Regions from separate parts of the Bombyx mori genome. Here region 2 is linked to region 1. A link is a contact called in public Hi-C data. All regions are on one chromosome and are shown on one strand. Each heading gives the region's core, a stretch centred on a gene start, on an enhancer-like site or on the middle of the called end of the contact. The rest is flanking DNA. Distances are from core to core; before and after follow the strand shown. Region 1 holds the start of LOC101745540 (trafficking protein particle complex subunit 10). Region 2 overlaps LOC101737410 (katanin p60 ATPase-containing subunit A-like 1).

What was found. A called contact is a pair of places that touch in the nucleus more often than the background predicts.
Region 2: a contact with region 1 is called in a Hi-C map of whole pupa, with 5 times the contacts expected there. The contact joins the enhancer-like site here to the promoter of LOC101745540 in region 1. A contact is called at or near these places in 2 of 7 Hi-C or Micro-C datasets (middle silk gland and whole pupa).

Annotation. Positions count from the first base shown.
Region 1 is chr7:9,088,483-9,093,131 of ASM3026992v2, forward strand. LOC101745540 (trafficking protein particle complex subunit 10) reads left to right here and starts at 3,016. Exons shown (of 16, transcript XM_012694890.4): 1 at 3,016-3,357; 2 at 3,433-3,644; 3 at 3,924-4,316. The coding sequence starts at 3,294. LOC101745398 (mothers against decapentaplegic homolog 4) reads right to left here and starts at 1,959. Exons shown (of 14, transcript XM_021351403.3): 1 at 1,802-1,959; 2 at 911-1,149; 3 at 318-492. The coding sequence starts at 1,147.
Region 2 is chr7:9,158,466-9,162,916 of ASM3026992v2, forward strand. LOC101737410 (katanin p60 ATPase-containing subunit A-like 1) reads left to right here. Exons shown (of 10, transcript XM_038011985.2): 3 at 1,946-2,072; 4 at 2,570-2,724; 5 at 3,392-3,553. Among protein-coding and RNA genes, the nearest start is that of LOC101745976, 12 kb to the right of the region's middle. Within about 2 kb of position 1,501, at least 3 of the 8 cell types and tissues checked have open chromatin away from gene starts, as enhancers often do.

The sequences.
Region 1 (4,649 bases), core at 1,766-4,265:
AGTTGTTCATGAAAATGTGGCAAGTACATAAGTTTGTGTAACTATGTTACAAAATGGATGAAACCCCCAGTGAGAAGAGGCTATGTTGGAAACTCTTCAAATCCTTCAAATTTATCCAATGTACCTACTTGTAGAAAATAAATTTTAATTTTAACATTTTTATTTCTTATAATCCCATTATTATTCTACATAACACTGAATTGATATTTTATTTGGACATTATTTCAGAGTTGACTGCACCAATACTCATATTGAGATAGACATTCACAACAGGAACAGAATGACAATGTAATTAAAATATGTAATAGTATACTTACCTATACCAGGAGAAACAACTCTTTCATAGTGGTATGGATTAACACACACAGAGTCACACTTTAAATCAAATGCAAATTGACAAAATTTAACATGTTTCAGTTCATTTTTATGTAAATCTGGCCACCTCCATATTCGAGCATAAATTACATGAGGAAATCCTTTCCGACCAGCAACCTAAATAGAAAAAGTTTTATGAGCCTTTTGCAACCTAAATATGAACAGTTAATTAAAATTAGGTTTTTTTTTTGTAACATAAATTTGATGCTATTTTTTTTAATTTGTTTAAAGTACTAAGCATAGATAATTTCATAAATTAAGAAATCTGCCTATTTTTGTGTTTTGTATGAGTTTTTTATTTGAGCACTTTAATGAGTTTCATTATGTTTAGACTTTAATGATTAATATTATTCTAGACTTTCAGTTTTACCAGATTTATAATACTATTCTCTTGGATTTTCACTAATTTTGCTGGCGAGTAGAACATTTAACATCAATATCATTGTAATGAATTATTGGATTATAATAATTGAATGCTAATGACCATGAAAATTGTAAAATTGATTTTAAATGATGACATAAATTTATAAACTACCTGTAATCTCCCATCTAAAGTCCTCTGTATAGTAACACATTTACTAGGATGTGCACCATTTGTAGTTATAGCTGTGATCAAAGAGTCAAGCTCATCTCGTTTTTCTTTCAACTTCTTGACCAGAGATTCAATGGCTCGTTTAGAAAATCCTTCGCTCTCACCACCTTGACGGTGGCACATCAGTGAATGCACAATGCTGAGGCATGCATCTGCCGATGTTGGTGCTGTCGTATTCATGGCTACAATGAAGACAATAGACATAAAACCATGTTATTCTGTTTCCTAACATGGTTTTATTTGTTATATACCTTATACATTATTTATAGATATATGTATGTATACATTATTTATGCATTAAATTGTTGGTTTATTTATTGTACAATGCATCTATCTTTTTAAAAGAAATATTTATAAAAGAATATAATGTAAATAATTTAACATAATAAATAATATGTTTAGGTTATTTTAATTTAGTAGAATTTGCTACATTAATACACACAAATTAAGTTCAAATAACATTTTTAAAAAACTGCTATTTACTCAGGTGTAATGGAATGGTTTAGTTTCACACCAAAGTAGTTCACGAATTTTCACATAAGTATTAAATCAATACACGTTAGTGATAACTTTAAAGTAATTACACTATAATGAGGCATCCAATATCAAAGGAATTCTAAGAACTTGAGCTTTTTTTACTTCATTTATGAAGCTACTTTTAACTTTAAGTGTTTAGATACTTAACTAAATTACCTAAGGTATACATATATGGCCCAATAATTTTATGCATCAATTAAAATAAGATTAACTCAAAATACAGTTCCAAAATCGAATTATTAGCTGTTTAACTCGCACCGTGATCATGAACTTGAAATATTATAAATTTAAGATTACCTGAAACTTCTTATGGTATATCCTTCCTTTTAAATTTTCAAAAGCAGACTATTAATAAGTCGTAATTCATTGATTGCTGAATAATTTTTCTAATTTTTTATAATGCGACATGATACCAAAACAGAAAGCGACATTTTGAATAATCATAAACTTTTGGATATTTTTCATTCACCTAGATAGGCAAAGGCAAATAACTAAAACAACCAAAACTCATAGACGAGATAAAAAAATATATTGGGCACACTTATAAACATTCAATCATTAAATATAAGCTTGGCACTAATTTAGAGTTGTCGCATGCAAAGCACCGGAAATCGTAACAGATAAATTTCAATAGCGTATGATACTTTGGAAGTATTTTACATTGCACCGAGTGGGTAAAATTGCTGGGTAAACAGGCGCGGCGGTCCGAATGTTTTTGTTCGGAATTAGTATCTGCGAACTAATCTGAAAAATATTCCTAGCGTCCGATACATAACTCCCGATACAATACTTTAATGAGAAATAAATCATTCCCACTAATCGCACTACAGCCTCTCACATTAAATTAACAGAAGCCTTTACAATCTGTAGTTCCCACGTCAAATTCACGTAACAGAGTAACAGATTACATATCATATGGCTCAATTTATGGAATTTATTATCATATCATTCACAAATTTTCTTAAGTTTTTTCCTTAAATCTTCTTGATTTCCAATCTGTTATATCTTTTTAGCGCAGACCTATGCAAAGTTTGCCATGGGACCTCATCTTTGTCAACAATTTCGTTAGGTAGGTCATAAAAAGCACACTTAGGACTCAATCTGACTTCAAAAGTTTCTTCAAACGAAATTTAAAAGCAGTCCTTGTCAGTCTACTCTACTGCAACTTAAATAGTAATAAAAAGTTTCTCGCGAACAAGGAGTGTAGGCTCAATTTTCATTTCTAGGATCATAAAATTTTCACTTTTTCTTTCTACTAATTAGTCACGTAAAATATGTAGCTTCAGCTTTGATAATCTAGTGATTAATTAGTTTTTAAAGTTTAAATATAAACTAAGTTCACATATAATAATGTTAACAAAGCTTAAACTTTTATGTGCGTTTGCAGAATTTAAATTCTAATGACTTTGATTAAGTTGCTTCATTGTAATTTATGAAAGTTCCAACAGTGATTCCAACTTATTGAGAACGAAACACAGAACACTATTACTTCTAACGAAGGAACGAAACGTCACACATCTGTCGAGTTGGGCGATGACAGCAGTTTTTGTCAAATTCTCAATTTTAGTTTCAACGAATCTAACAAAAACTTATAAAAATACCTTCATTTACGTAAAATTTAGTTTAAAACCATACATACATTGCGTACTTTATAAATAACAAAAACCAAATACGTCAATTTAGTGTGTGTCAGTAAAGTGGGTGGTTTCCGTTCGTAATTATTGGAATGTTATTTGTGTCATGCCCGCAAAATCGACAAGTTTCGCAGATGATATTAACTGGATGAAAAATGAAGGGTGTTGGTAGTTTACCAGCTGATAGGGAGGGAATGATCAATAAACCTATCGTTACATGTAAGTACCGTATGGCATACGTACTAGACAGTAACAAATTTAAAATAAAAATTAAATTAATGTTTTGAATATTAGGCGCGGGAGATTGGAATTTGTTCTGTACGTTAGAAGCGCCGCTCGTTGCTGCTATCCCTCAGGACTCTTGTGAGTGGAGAAGATCATACGGTCGTGCAACAAAGTCTGTTTACTTGGAAGCTTCATTCATAAAATACAATAAAGAAAAACTTCAATCAGAATTGAATTTGTTAAAACGCCCAATACTTCAAGTTTATTGGACTGATTGTGTGGTTAGTATATAATTTTATACATTTATATGAAAATTCATTTTCATGATAATAAAATCATGTTAAATAATAATTACATAATAATTTTGCTAACAGAAACAATTAACATAGTTGACATGCAATATTTTTTATTATTCAATATCTAAATGTATGAGAACTGATTAGAGTAAAAGTAAATTGGATGTGTATATCTCAAAAAAAAAAGGAAATTAAGATCAATAGGTAATTCAATAATCATATTATCAACCAATACATAAAAAATTTACATTACAACTTTTGTAGGACATTGAGTATTATAAGACAACACTGCGAGAAGAAATAGAAACATGGTTGAAACAATTAGAAAAAGCAAATGTAACAGATTGGATGATTGTCCAAGTAGAAACTTATGATATAAGGAAAGCAAACAAACTTTTACCGAGAACAACAGTTTTGGATAAAATAAAAGGAGATTTTGCAGTAAAGCAGAATGAAGATAGATTTATATCAGTAATAAATCCTATAAAATCAGAGGCTAGAAGTGCTGAATCATGGAGAGCTTTGGTGGCAAAGATGAGACACTTTATTCTTGTTGCTTATAATAAGGCATTGATTAAATTTGAAGAGTATATGAGAGAGCAGAGAGAAAAACGGAATGATTCAGATTGGGATTTTTGTAAATATTTCATTTTACAGGTCAGTACAATTTGCCAACTTGTCAGGGCATATATATGTAATTCTTCATCATTAATATGTTAAATTTTCATAAGAGTCAATAGAATTAATAATAGATAATGAAGTGTGTTTCTAGTGTCTAAAATATGTTTTTAACTGTAGCATTGATGATGAGTAAAAATTATTTGCTATTATGATATATTAGTTACTTTATCATCAGTGACCTGGTCTAGGTTTATAGATATAATTTATTTATTTATTTATTTATTTATTAAGTTGCACCAACAAAGTGATCATCAATACAAAACATTGACAAATTGACAAAAGTTCATGGCAGATGTCACCTCAATTATA
Region 2 (4,451 bases), core at 251-2,750, 68 kb after region 1:
GTGTTTATTTCTTTTTATCATGTGGTTTTTAGATATGTTTGTATCCCACTGTACAGTAAATAATAAATAAACAAATAATATGAAAATAAAAGATTTAGAAGATTCAAATGTTCACAGGGTGAAACGAAACGCATTTGCGCATATTTTATATTATCTGTGCATTTTTCACTCACTCACCACTTTGGCGCCTTTTTTATAAATTTTCAAATATTTTATCTATCTAACATAATATTATTGTTGGACTAAAAATATATAACATTATTTCAACAAACCGACTTTTTTTTTTATTTCACTTATCGGCAATATTATTTGTCCCGGGAGGTTTTATTTCAATATTGTTATTTGGATTAATATCCAAAGTAAAAGTAGTTCGCGACAACTTCAGAAATCGAGTAGCAAGAGATCAAGTCTCTGTCTATTTCAGGAATGTAAAGTCGAGAATTGTACAATAAAAAATATATACACGACACGTACATTACACACAATATTATGTGTATTCTATAAAACTGAAATGTTATTTTAAGGAAGTTTTTTGTTTTGAGTTTGTTCTTTTTTTTTGTAATGTTGTTGTTGTTTGTTATTCTTTTGTTAATGCACCTACCATGCATTATCTCTGCACCACCCTATGGTCGACTTGAAGAGAATGCCCATGGCATTCAATCGGCCTGTGTACAAGTTTTGTTTTATGCATAAAGTATAAATAAATAAATAAATACATGCGGTGCACTGTCGATTTCTGTCTTACTAAAGCGCCTGGATTGCCTAACTTTCCTTTTATTTAGTTATAACTTTATATACTAGACAGTATAAAGGCGGACTTAATGCCATAGGCATTCTCTGACAGTCTACCTTAGATGAACCTTGGTAGGTGTAATGTGATAGTGATATTACTTAAACATATGTGTATATATAACATACATAATATTTATAGATACAAATACTCGTACTTAAATAAATACATATACATAAATATATACATATAAAAATATATATAAATAAATATTATCAATGAAATGACTCTGCTAACACTCTGAGAAAAACAGCTCTCGAACCCTCGTCTTAAAGGCTTCACGTGTAGTGGCCGACCTTATTTTGAGTGGGAGCGCATTCCATAGAAGAATAGACTGAATAGTGAAAGAAGAATGTAAAAAGTCAGAACTATGTGGAGGACAGCGAAGAAGAAGATTGTGAGATGAACGAATATTTCGGCTTTTCTTTTGTTTGTTACTGTATGTCTTCAGTCTTTTAGGTCACTTAGAAATACATTCATTCTCAGTATCTTCGGATTAGTCACTCCCAGAGTCTAGTAGATATTCCGGCGCCTTATTAACAGAAGACGACATAATTGCTTGAGTGCGCTGCGTAGGGCACCGGTGACCTACACGGCAGTCGAAAGGTTAATAGAGTCCATATTCGATGATGTCCGCTCATCTGGACACACGCGACTGAATTATCAATTACATTGGAAATAATGGATATTCTATTGCACACAACGCGAGCGTTTATCGTGTATTCGTAATCAGTAATTGTAAAATACAACGGCGTTCACAACATCACAGACTCGAATGCAAGCTTGTGCTATGCGACAGAAAAATGCAGGATTGCATTACCTGCCCTGGCGGACTTAAAATACGCCTCATGCCGGAATAATTTCGCAAAATGTATTAATACAGTTGCGGTTTTCAAGAGTCGTCGCATTCATTGTAGTTTATAATAAAAGATAATGTTTCAATATGAATCAAATACAGAATACTCTTAGAAATATACGATTACCTATATCTTAAACAATAACGAAAATTTTTAAATGTTTAGACTACAGATATATTTATATCTATCTACACGTATACGGATAGGATGAGGTGTATCAATATACATTTACAGCGCCTTACAGTTTGAATTAACTAAGTCTACTTACTAAGGCGGGGCGAATGTTTCAAATTTTCAGATTACGAAGACCTTCCCACGAGAGACATGTGGGCGCCGGCTCCCCATGAACTGGATCCAGATATCTGGCCCCCGCCACCTGACAGAGATCCGAACGCGTGGCCACCTCCCACCAATGTTGAGCATAAGTAAGTCCGACTAGAAAATCTCATAGCTTACCTTCCAGCTGACCTAAGCTCAACGTCCAATATAAAAAGATGTGTGGTGTCGTAGGACACCGGATAAGAACGAAGTTCCTTATTATAAAAATATTAATTTTAAGTTCTATTCTAGGTATAAAGAAAACAAAACTGGAGTTTTTTTTTTTGGCTTTTTTTTGGACCTCTTGTGAGTCCGCACGGGTAGGTACCACCACCCCGCCTATTTCTGCCGTGAAGCAGCAATGCGTTTCGGCTTGAAGGGTACGGCAGCCGTTGTAACTAAACAGAGAATTTAGAACTTACATCTCAAGGTGGGTGGCGCATTTACGCTGTAGATGTCTATGGGCTCCAGTAACCACTTAACACCAGGTAGACTGTGGGCTCGTCCACCCAACTAAGCAATAAAAAAAATAAAAACTTTTGGTCGTCAAAAACCCGCCACGAAAGCATTAGGTAGGATTTTGATACGTAGATTCGTTCCACAGAGGTCCGCCCGCCATGAAGTCGGCGCGAAACAACTCGCGCAACCCCCGCACTGACATCAAGAAGACAACGCCCGCCCCCAGGAACGCTACAACCTCGCAACGGAAGACCTCCGACGTCAGGAATCCTAGGATAGCCGCCAACAAGGCACATAGTGGTGCGTAGTTGGCCGTTTGTGTTTTTTAATTTAGGTGCAAGGTAGGAAGGAAGAAGACATGGATGGAGTGTGTGAATATGAGAGTGAGAGGAGTGAGTATTGAGATGACGGCTGATACAAAAGAATGGAATAATTGTAGTGGGATAAGGTGGAGGCAAAGAATAAGAATTTATAACGCCCCTTTTAACGCCACCGACATGTCCACATCTAAATGACGAATATGGTTGGCTCTTTGGGTGTTAAATATCTATATATGTGTGGGTATTTAAAACGTATTCGACTACATATGTATATCATGCACCTAATTTCCGTCCATAAGATTTTGATTTTTCCCATGACTACTTATTTATTATTAGATTGATCAGATATTTAACAGATGTATGAATTTCGCTAACGACATCTTCAAGATAAGCTTGCATATATACAAGTCGGTGATGGTCGGTCGCTCGGTGGAAGATCATCCCATTGATGTTATGTCTCCAATGCATATCTATCATCGTCTAATTTTCACTAACCTCAATGCGTCCGATAAACTTGAAAATGCTCACATGCAAAAAGGACTATAGATTTTTTTATGGCCTAATTTCCTGTTAACCAGCTGTTTTTGGTTCAATTCAACTCATTCAATAATTTTTAGCTCAGTTTTCGGTAAATCTTTGTTTGGCAGCTAAAACGAAAGACAATAGTAGTAACAAAGAGCATAGCTCTGGCAAGGAGAAGCAGGACAGAGACAATAACAATGGCGATACAGATGACGAGAAGCACAAGGACGAGGAACGGAAGTTTGAGCCTCCCAGTGCCGCAGATGGGGACTTAGTCGATATGTTGGGTGAGTTAATAGTTAACCTAATTAATTCTTTAAGGAGTTTAGTAACAGGCTTTCTACCATCTGCCTACGTAGAGTTCTGGAATACTTTGGCCACATTTCTAGAAAGGATGACGGCTAATTGGAGAAGCTAATGGTGACTGGCAAATTGGACGGATGAAGACCACGAGATAAAAGCCCGATACATTGGGCTCACCAGATTCGCACTACTCTCGACACCACAATTCACGATGCTGTAAACTTGGCGGCAGATAGGAGCAAATGGCGTAGAATGATCCAAAATAGTATCTTGTTGCGAGGAGATGGTCACGACCCTCAGTATTGACGAATCTTGACTCTGCTACCTGCCTTTCGATTCTAGTCGAGGGTTCAGAGGAAAGCCTGGTTCTAAGGAACAAAGTGCAAGTAATTCGATAAACAGCAGAAAATGGCGAGGATTCACCTTGGCTTCTATTTATAATCGCATAGTGAACATAAGCTGCAAGCCTCCAGAATATGCATGAAATAGATGCCTCAAAATCTATATACCAGGAACAAGAGCCCGCAATAGGCCCAAGATACACTGTTTGGATGTGGTAAAGGTGGATATGCAGGAGGCTATATTGTAACTATACTGAGACCTTAGAACTTATATCTCAAGGGTGGGTGGCGCATTTACGTTGTAGGTGTCTATGGGCTCCAGTAACCACCTAACACCAGGTGGACTGTGAGCTCGTCCACCCATATAAGCCATTAAAAAAAATCGACGCTTGAAAGGCAAACGTGACTAACTTTACAGTAGACTAATTTAAAGTTGAAATACCTGAAAACAAAATTTATTTTAACGAATCGACCTATTGTAGATTCTAACTAGTAGCTGTAGAATTGAAATGATTTTAATAGACCTAAAAGTATATTGTTT